Linked DNA regions of Gossypium arboreum: all the other regions are linked to region 2. A link is a contact called in public Hi-C data. All regions are on one chromosome and are shown on one strand. Each heading gives the region's core, a stretch centred on a gene start, on an enhancer-like site or on the middle of the called end of the contact. The rest is flanking DNA. Distances are from core to core; before and after follow the strand shown. Region 1 holds the start of LOC108474659. Region 2 holds the start of LOC108467151. Region 3 has its middle 62 kb from the start of LOC108475827.

The links. Hi-C and Micro-C count contacts between places; a contact is called where the count stands out from the background.
Region 1: a Hi-C map of leaf shows a contact between it and region 2, with 2.0 times the contacts expected there. The contact joins the promoter of LOC108474659 here to the promoter of LOC108467151 in region 2. A contact is called at or near these places in 2 of 5 Hi-C or Micro-C datasets (both in leaf).
Region 3: a Hi-C map of leaf shows a contact between it and region 2, with 2.7 times the contacts expected there. The contact joins the enhancer-like site here to the promoter of LOC108467151 in region 2. A contact is called at or near these places in 2 of 5 Hi-C or Micro-C datasets (both in leaf).

What each region holds. Positions count from the first base shown.
Region 1 is chr2:21,321,335-21,324,034 of ASM2569848v2, forward strand. LOC108474659 reads left to right here and starts at 1,316. Exons shown (of 6, transcript XM_017776653.2): 1 at 1,316-1,590; 2 at 1,744-1,859; 3 at 1,940-2,058; 4 at 2,147-2,536; 5 at 2,633-2,700. The coding sequence starts at 1,432.
Region 2 is chr2:21,116,919-21,119,618 of ASM2569848v2, forward strand. It overlaps LOC108467151, which reads left to right and starts at 1,329. Exons shown (of 7, transcript XM_053024435.1): 1 at 1,329-1,404; 2 at 2,623-2,700. The coding sequence starts at 2,634.
Region 3 is chr2:21,254,226-21,256,936 of ASM2569848v2, forward strand. It overlaps the pseudogene LOC108475393. Among protein-coding and RNA genes, the nearest start is that of LOC108475827, 62 kb to the right of the region's middle. Within about 2 kb of position 1,431, at least 2 of the 2 cell types and tissues checked have an H3K27ac peak or open chromatin away from gene starts, as enhancers often do. A contact at or near this core is called in leaf, where this site is marked.

The DNA.
Region 1 (2,700 bases), core at 66-2,565, 200 kb after region 2:
GAGAATAATATATTAGTCAATAACATGTTTTTCTTACATAATTTATTAATTTTAAAAAGATTAGGAGTTTACGTCATAATTTTATAATTTTTCATGTTTCAGTTTAATTATTATAATAATTTAATCTTAACTCTAAATTTAATTATTGATTAAATATTAATATAGTAAATAAATAATTATATTATGATGAACAAAAATTTACAAACACAAAAATCAAATTATAAATGTGAATCAACTCGAAAGATATGGAAGTTTATCAACAAACTATATGAGATAAATATCAAAACTATGTATAAACTTTGATTCAATGTGCAATGTCATACATGAACTTTGATTTTATGAGATTTCTTACATGAAATTTTGATTTGATTCAATTTTCATAAATCACTAACAACATTATCGAATTAGTACTATTTTAGATTGATATATTGCATACACAAACAATTATATAAATTTAATGTAAAAATAAATGTATGTATTTATTTTTAAATATGTACAATTGAATCAAAATGAAAGTTTTATGTATATATATGAATCACAATTGAAGTTTCATATGCCTAATTGCACTAAATTAAAATTCATGTACAAATTTGATATTTATCTCTAAATTATATTTATAATATAATATTAGGAAAGAAAAGAGAAACAAATAGTAGGGGATAGTAAGCGAGGGCAGATTTAGGGGCTGGCAGGGGCCCTAGCTCCTAAAATGTAAAATTCTTATTTAGCCCCTTAAAATTTTTAAAAAAGTTTAAATTAATAAAAATAAAATTACACTTTGGCTTTCTTAAAATTATAAAAATTTAATTTAATTCTTTAAAAATTATAAAGATATAAGCTATAAAAATTAAAATTTTATTTGTTCTCTAAAATTTATTCTAAGCTCGCCCTATAATAAATTAAAAATATCAAGCTAATGACAAAAAAAAACATTTACTCAACGACCCACAACCTAACGTTAACAAAGAAATTTCGAAAGATACCCTCTCATTCAATATTGTAAGATAATTCTTTATAGAAAATAATTTTAAATACGAAAAAACATAATTAAATTAATTTCTTGAAATATTTAGGATGAGGGGCGGCCTAAATAATATTTTTATAATGAAATAAATTTTATGAGGCGATTGGACCAAACGAATTGCGCGGCCATTGTATAATAACATAAATGGAAAATGCCAAGTATTTAATTTTGGCGTGGGACCAGCCCAGCAAATGTAGAATAATGTAGCCGTTGCACTCCCCCTTCGAATTTCGCTGACGTGGCACCACTTAACTTAAAGCTATCAAAAAGGAAAATTCTTATATTATTGTTTAATGATACACACAATTCGACCGTTAGCTTCTATTTCTTAATTCCCAAACCAAAAACACAACATTTTCTCTCATTCGTCTCTTCCATCTTCACAAGAAAAAATCTCACTGATAGAAATGGCAGTGGAATACGCCTTCGCCGACGAGGAAATGGTGATCGATGAGGGTCTCGGATACCCCAGAGCCTATGCCAAAATATGCCGGGACCGTAGTCTTGGTCCCTACCCCTATGGCCCTCCTTTCACCTTCATTCCTTACGTTTTGCACCAAAACGAGGTCATTTTGTTTACCACTTTTTTTAAAAAAAAATTCTTTTAAGAAGAAATGGGTTTTTGGCGTTTTGGGTGATTTTGTTCTTCTTTTCTTTTTGATGAAATGAGAACCGAGGCAATGGAGATTAACTACTAGTTTGTTTTTTGTATTTTGCAGAATCTGAGAGCAAAGGAACTGGATGAACTGTTCCCACTTATTGATCCAAAGGCAAGACCATCAGCTAAGCCAAAAATCTTCATTAATCTCTTGTGGAAGCAGCTAAGTCATTTAGGGTAATTAACTTGAACTGAAAAACTTACGAATATATATATTTGTTTTGTTTTTCTGATATCTATGGGTTTGTTTAAATCAGGAACGCGGGGTTTGATCCGGAAGTAATCCGAGTGGATCCGTACGGAAATGTCCTGTATTACCATGCTGATTCAGCTTCACCTCTTTCATGGGACATTGATCACTGGTTTCCTTGTTCAAGTACTTCAACACCAACCTATCTATTGTTTATTTTTTTGTTTTTATCTTGGGATATGTTTTAACCATGGTGCTGATTTGAAATCTTTAGGGGGTGGATTGACGGTTGCAAGTAATCTGCGGGTACTACAATGGCAAGTGTGCAAGAAAAAGTATAACAAGCTGGAATTTCAAGTTCCATGGTGGGATTTCCAGTTGGGAATTTCTGTGAACCAGTTCTTATCAATTTTCGCTTCTCGAAACTCCGATTTCAGGCACAGGGCATTTTCCTTCTTGTTTGCAGAAGGTGAAAATGAGGAAATAAATGCTTCTCAAACAGTGGATTCACATTCTTTCCCACAGCATTTTATCAAGTCAAAAGATGAATTCGGGCTTGCCCCAGCTGCTGTTGTTGTAACTCGGAAGGAACTATATGATTCTTCATCAGCTTTAAAATCACTGGATTACAACAGGCAGATAAGGCCACAGTCTCCTATTATAGGTCGGTTTATGTTATTCGGATTTGAATACGATCCCGATTTCCGAAAAAGTGTTCTTCAATCATTTGTCTCATGTCTTGGTTTTTGAAACTTTTCAGCTGCTAGGAAAACGAAAGGTAGCATTTTGAAGGAAAATGAAAACCCAGATTTTGTTGCAAACCCATAC
Region 2 (2,700 bases), core at 79-2,578:
CAGGTACTATGTACCGTTTTAGGCACAATGTGCCGTGGTGTGTTTGGGTTGGAATCTGTGTATCCGTCAAGGTCCGAGTCTTGTTAATAGGGGTAAATAAATGAAAAGATAAATCGAATAAATTTGATTGATCAAGCTATTGAAAATGAAACGTTATTTGATGCTTAGTTATTATAATTTTTTTTATTACTGCTATTATAATTTGAATTATGGTAATACCACTGAGTATGGAATACTTAGCGTGCGGTTGTTTCCGTGCGCAGGTTAAGTTAAGACTAGACCATTGAATCAATATCCCAGGCCGATCCCGAATTCAATGAGGTAAAGTATGTTAAGTAATGGTAATGGCATGTACCTAGGATGCATCTAGGTTGTGAAAGTATTGATGAAATAAGTAAATTATGGTTGGCAATGGTATATAGTATGAAGTTGAAATAATTGATAAAGTAAGTGATATACTTAAAAAGATTCATTGGATAGGTTATAAAATGTTTTAGATTGGTAAGATTTGAGTATATTTAAGTGTATTTGGATTATTTGAATGTTGGCAAATTGTATTGGTTGAAGTTCTAATTTGCAGGGTTAGAAACATTTATTTTAATAAATAACTATAATTGAACTGTACAAACCGGTAATGCCCTGTAATCCTGTTCCGGGGACGGATATGGGTTAGAGAGTGTTACATGGATAAACATAGGATATGATACAATTGTCATGCTAATAGGTTATTTTGCGCACTGTATGAGATTGATATCTGATGAGGTGACAGTACTTGACTTGATATTATACGTTGAATATATCGGAATCCAACATTTGTTGTAGATTATCGAGTTATATTACAGTGATTTTGACATGTTTCTGGAGGCGGATGTAAGCCTGCATACTTGGCACTTGGTGTCAAGGTGTGTTTCTGGAGGGATGTTAGTCTACAGGCCATGCATCTAATGCCCAAACGTGTTCTTGGTTGGATTAGCTTGGTTGAGCATTTTGGCATGTTTTGGCTAGATAGCCGCGTATCTGTATCAGTTTATTTAGTTCATCAAGCCAAAATCTAATGGTTAAATGACATGATGATGGTGATATGTACTTGGTAGTCGATTCTAATGAGTTGATAATGATTAATATAAATGTTTACATGATTTCAGATATTATGTCGTGACTTGGTATTGAATGACCTTGTATAGTTGAATTGATTATGCAACTCGTGTATATAGAACTAATATGTATACTTTTTTATTCCACATATAATCTAAAAAAATTATCATGTACATATTTTTAAATATTTTTTATACTATTATATAATACTTATCAACCTTGTAATCTACTTTGTGTAACAAATATTTTTCCATCGCTAATAGATAGTGGATGACGTAATTTTATTGTGATCACGATTGGATGAACAGAGTAAGAAATTTATACAAAAATTTCATTGCTTAATTTCGTAATTTGGGTTATGATATGGTGAGTAAGTTTGAATGGAAGTGGGAGGATATATAAAAATTACATTTGCAAATACTAACAAAATGCCAAAACCTCACACTATTATATAAACCCCTCTTTCCCATGTTCTTCCTTGCTCTCAAAGCCCTTATATATTATATATTTTTCTTTTCTTTTTTTTTTTGAAAAATATTCTTATCAATAAAAAATTGTGTTGATTCTCATATCCAAACACTTCTTATTATCTACCAATTTATAAATTTCCAGCGTAATAAAGAAATCAAACCCTACACTTAGGGTTTCCTCTCTATACCCTTCTCTTAGAAAAAAAGAAAAGGAAAAGCATTTCTTTTTAAGTATCATAATTTTTGACAATTCCAGTTATGTAATATTGACCCACTTTGTTAAGATTAAGAAAAAAAATCATCTTTTTTGCTGTTAAACGAGATTGATCGAAAAGGATTAAGTATTTGTTTTATTGGTTTTTTTTTTTACTATTTTTGTTGTTAAATTGGAGAAATGGAGAAGAAAAAGGTGACTGTGCCATTAGTGTGCCATGGGCATTCAAGGCCGGTGGTTGATTTGTTCTACAGTCCTATAACTCCTGATGGATTTTTTCTTATTAGTGCCAGTAAGGGTATGGGTTTCAGTTTTCATTATTGATTCACGCCAATTTAAAATCTGGGCTTCTTTTGAATTTTATTTTAGTGATCATTTAGGTATAATCAGCTATGTATCTCTGTCCAGTTACTCTAATGTTGAATTGAATTTGGGTTTTTCTTTTGAGTTAGTCTGTTCTGCTCTTCCCGATCATATTGATTTTCTGTTTTGAATTTTATTTATATATTTACTGTTTTAAGCTGGCTTTTTAACTGCCAGTTTTTTTTTTTTTTCCTTTTATTAGTTATATAGTAATGATTTTAGTCTCATTAGATTGAATTGCAGACTCTTAAGTAGACTTGTAGTTATGTGAATTCGATTCCAATGTTGATGTAGATTGCGTTGAGCAGGACTTTAGCTATTGTTTTGTTGTAAAAAACTGTTAAATTATTGTTGTTCTGTAACTTGAAATGGAATAGTAGTTTTGGAGCAGGAAATCTGATTTGTGGTTGATCGGATTGTCAATGGGATTTGTTTTAATGTTAAATCAACTCTATTTCTAATGATGCGTTGGAAATTCAGACTCCAGTCCAATGTTAAGAAATGGGGAAACTGGAGATTGGATTGGTACATTTGAAGGGCATAAAGGTGCAATATGGA
Region 3 (2,711 bases), core at 181-2,680, 140 kb after region 2:
TTAATTTTTTTCAATAATTTATTTTAAGGTAAATTTCACTTTACCTAAATGATAACATTTTGTTGTGCTTTTGCATAATAACATAAATCAATAAATAATATTATGGATTAAAATTAGAAGCAAGTAAAATAAACATTACTAATAAATTCTATTAATTCTAACTTTAAAATAATAGAAATTTGAATCTAAAGAGTTGAAATAAACATTACAAAATATTTAATATTAGCAAAAATAAAAAAGATAAGAAATAACAAATTATTAAAAGATCACCAATGATGTCATTCTAGGACTAAAGTAATAATAATAATAATAATAATAATAACAACACACCTTGAAGAACAAGGAATGAGAGTAGTAAGAAAGACTGGGAATTGACTTCTTTTTTTCATTACATACAATTTAATAAGAGGAAGGTTCAAAGGGACTTCCTTTCATTGACACGTGGGGCATCATATTATGCTGCTTTTCTTTACATTCATTAAAATTCAAATTTAATCTTAAATTTGTCTTTATAGTTTATATTATTAACTTTTTAAATTGATAGAAATTTGTGAATGGAGTCTGAAGAGCGAGAGAAAATTGGAGAAGGGAGAAGAGATAGTCGACTATCAAGAATTGAAATAATCAATAATCAAGAAGGCAATGCAGATGTGGCCATGGACGCTGTTTCGGCTCCAGACAGACCTAGGTCCTGGAAAGATCGCCTCATGGGTACAGGCTTAAGAGGAGACGAAAAAGTAGAACCATCATCTAAAGAAGAAGACGATGATGACCTAGATATTCTTGACGGAGATATTGTCAGATCCTCGGTCAACGGTATACCGGCTTTCTTTGACCGGATTAACCAAATACTCATAAAAGATATGGAACATACCGTGGTTATAAAGTTATTAGGTAGAAACATCGGATACGCAACTCTACAAACAAGATCCATTCTTTATGGCGCCCGAGTCAACCGTTTTGTTTAATGGACATCGAAAACGGCTACTACTTAGCCAAGTTCCAGAATCCAGCCGATTGTGAGAAGGTATTAAGTCAAGCGCCATGGGTAGTATATGGCCAATACTTAACTGTTCATATGGATTTCAGTCCTTCGCAGCCCTACCCGAATATGGTCATGGCTTGGATAAGGCTACCCGATTTGCCTGGGCACATGTACAAAAGGAAAATACTCTGAGAAATAGGGGGAATAATAGGAAGGGTTGCAAAATTGGATTTTAAAACTGATAACGGCGTTCGGGGAAGGTTTGCAAGAATGGCGGTCTATGTGAATCTTGGGAAGGCTCTCATATCTCATGTTTTTATCAATGGATTACTGCAAAAAGTCAAGTATGAATACTTACCCACGGTTTGTTTCTCTTGCGGCCATTATGGGCATACACAGGATATTTGCACCAAGACAACGATTGAACAACAAGAGATGGGATAAGGCAGTAAGGAGCACGAACTAATCCAAGAAGTCAGACCTGATTCAGGAGGAAGCAACGGCGCTGATAAATCCGACGCTTATGGGCCTTTGATGATTGTGGAAAGAAGGAATCGGCGATGGTCAAAAGGAAAGAGTAACACCAACAGCGCCGTTAGAGAGAAGGGACTTGGAAGCTCTCAATTTCAAGCACTGAAAACCCTAAACGACGAACCAAATCTACATGATAATGGGTCCATGAGAAGGATCCATGAAACCCAAAAGGAGTCAAGGTCTGCTGAAAAGTCCTTGGTAACACCGAATGGAGGACCACCTATAGGCCAAATTCGGAAAAGGCCTGGTAAAGAAATTATATCAAGCCTAGGTGTGCATAATCAAAATTATTTCCAGATTAAAGAATCTAAGGCACCCATTAAGGAAAACCAAAACAAGTACAACCCAGGAGACCACAGTCAATCAGATCCACTACAAAATAAAAATAATACAAAAAAGGGGGCAGAAGTTGATGGAGCCATAAGAGAAGACATAAATTTCACAAATGCTTCCCAGACTCAACATTTGGAAGAAAACTCAGTGATGAGCAGAACGGAAGGCCAAATAACCAATACGGTGCAATGTGAAGGGAAAATTCATGTCACACAATCAGTAGCAACTTTGGGTTCACAACAGAGTCAAAGCTCCACTACTGATAGGATGCTGGAAGTTACGTAACCCCAACTATTGGAGTGTTAGACCCATCTAAACATTCAATAGTAACGTTAAAAAAAATGGTGCTTTGGGGGAAATTCAAGGAGGGCAATTCAAAAATAAAATAGGGCCAAAGAAGAACACATCTTCAACATGCGCCACTGGAGGGAAAATAAATAACAATTCCAAGGGCCAAAAACTCAAAAGAGTAATTCGTAATAAAGATAGCCCATTCAAAACGTCACCTCCCAAAGTTCCTCTGGCAGATTCTATCACCAATATGGTAGAGCTATTGCAAGAGCAAGTCAAACAAGGACTTCTTAACGAAGCAAATGAGAAAGCTCGACCAGCGAGAAAAAGTGTTTGGCCGAAAAAAAAAAGAGGTTGACCCACTTCATTCGCTTGGCGAATGATCTTCGCTTCGCGGGAACAACAAAAACCACCATCTCGCTCTTTCCTTTCTTCGGGGCTACCTTTTTCTTTCTAAGGGATGGGGTTGGGGTGTTTAAAAACCTTTTTAGGAATCGGATGCAGAGAAACCCAGAATGCCACACGGCAGCAACATTAATTTAGTATGGCCCCTTTAAATCATCTACGA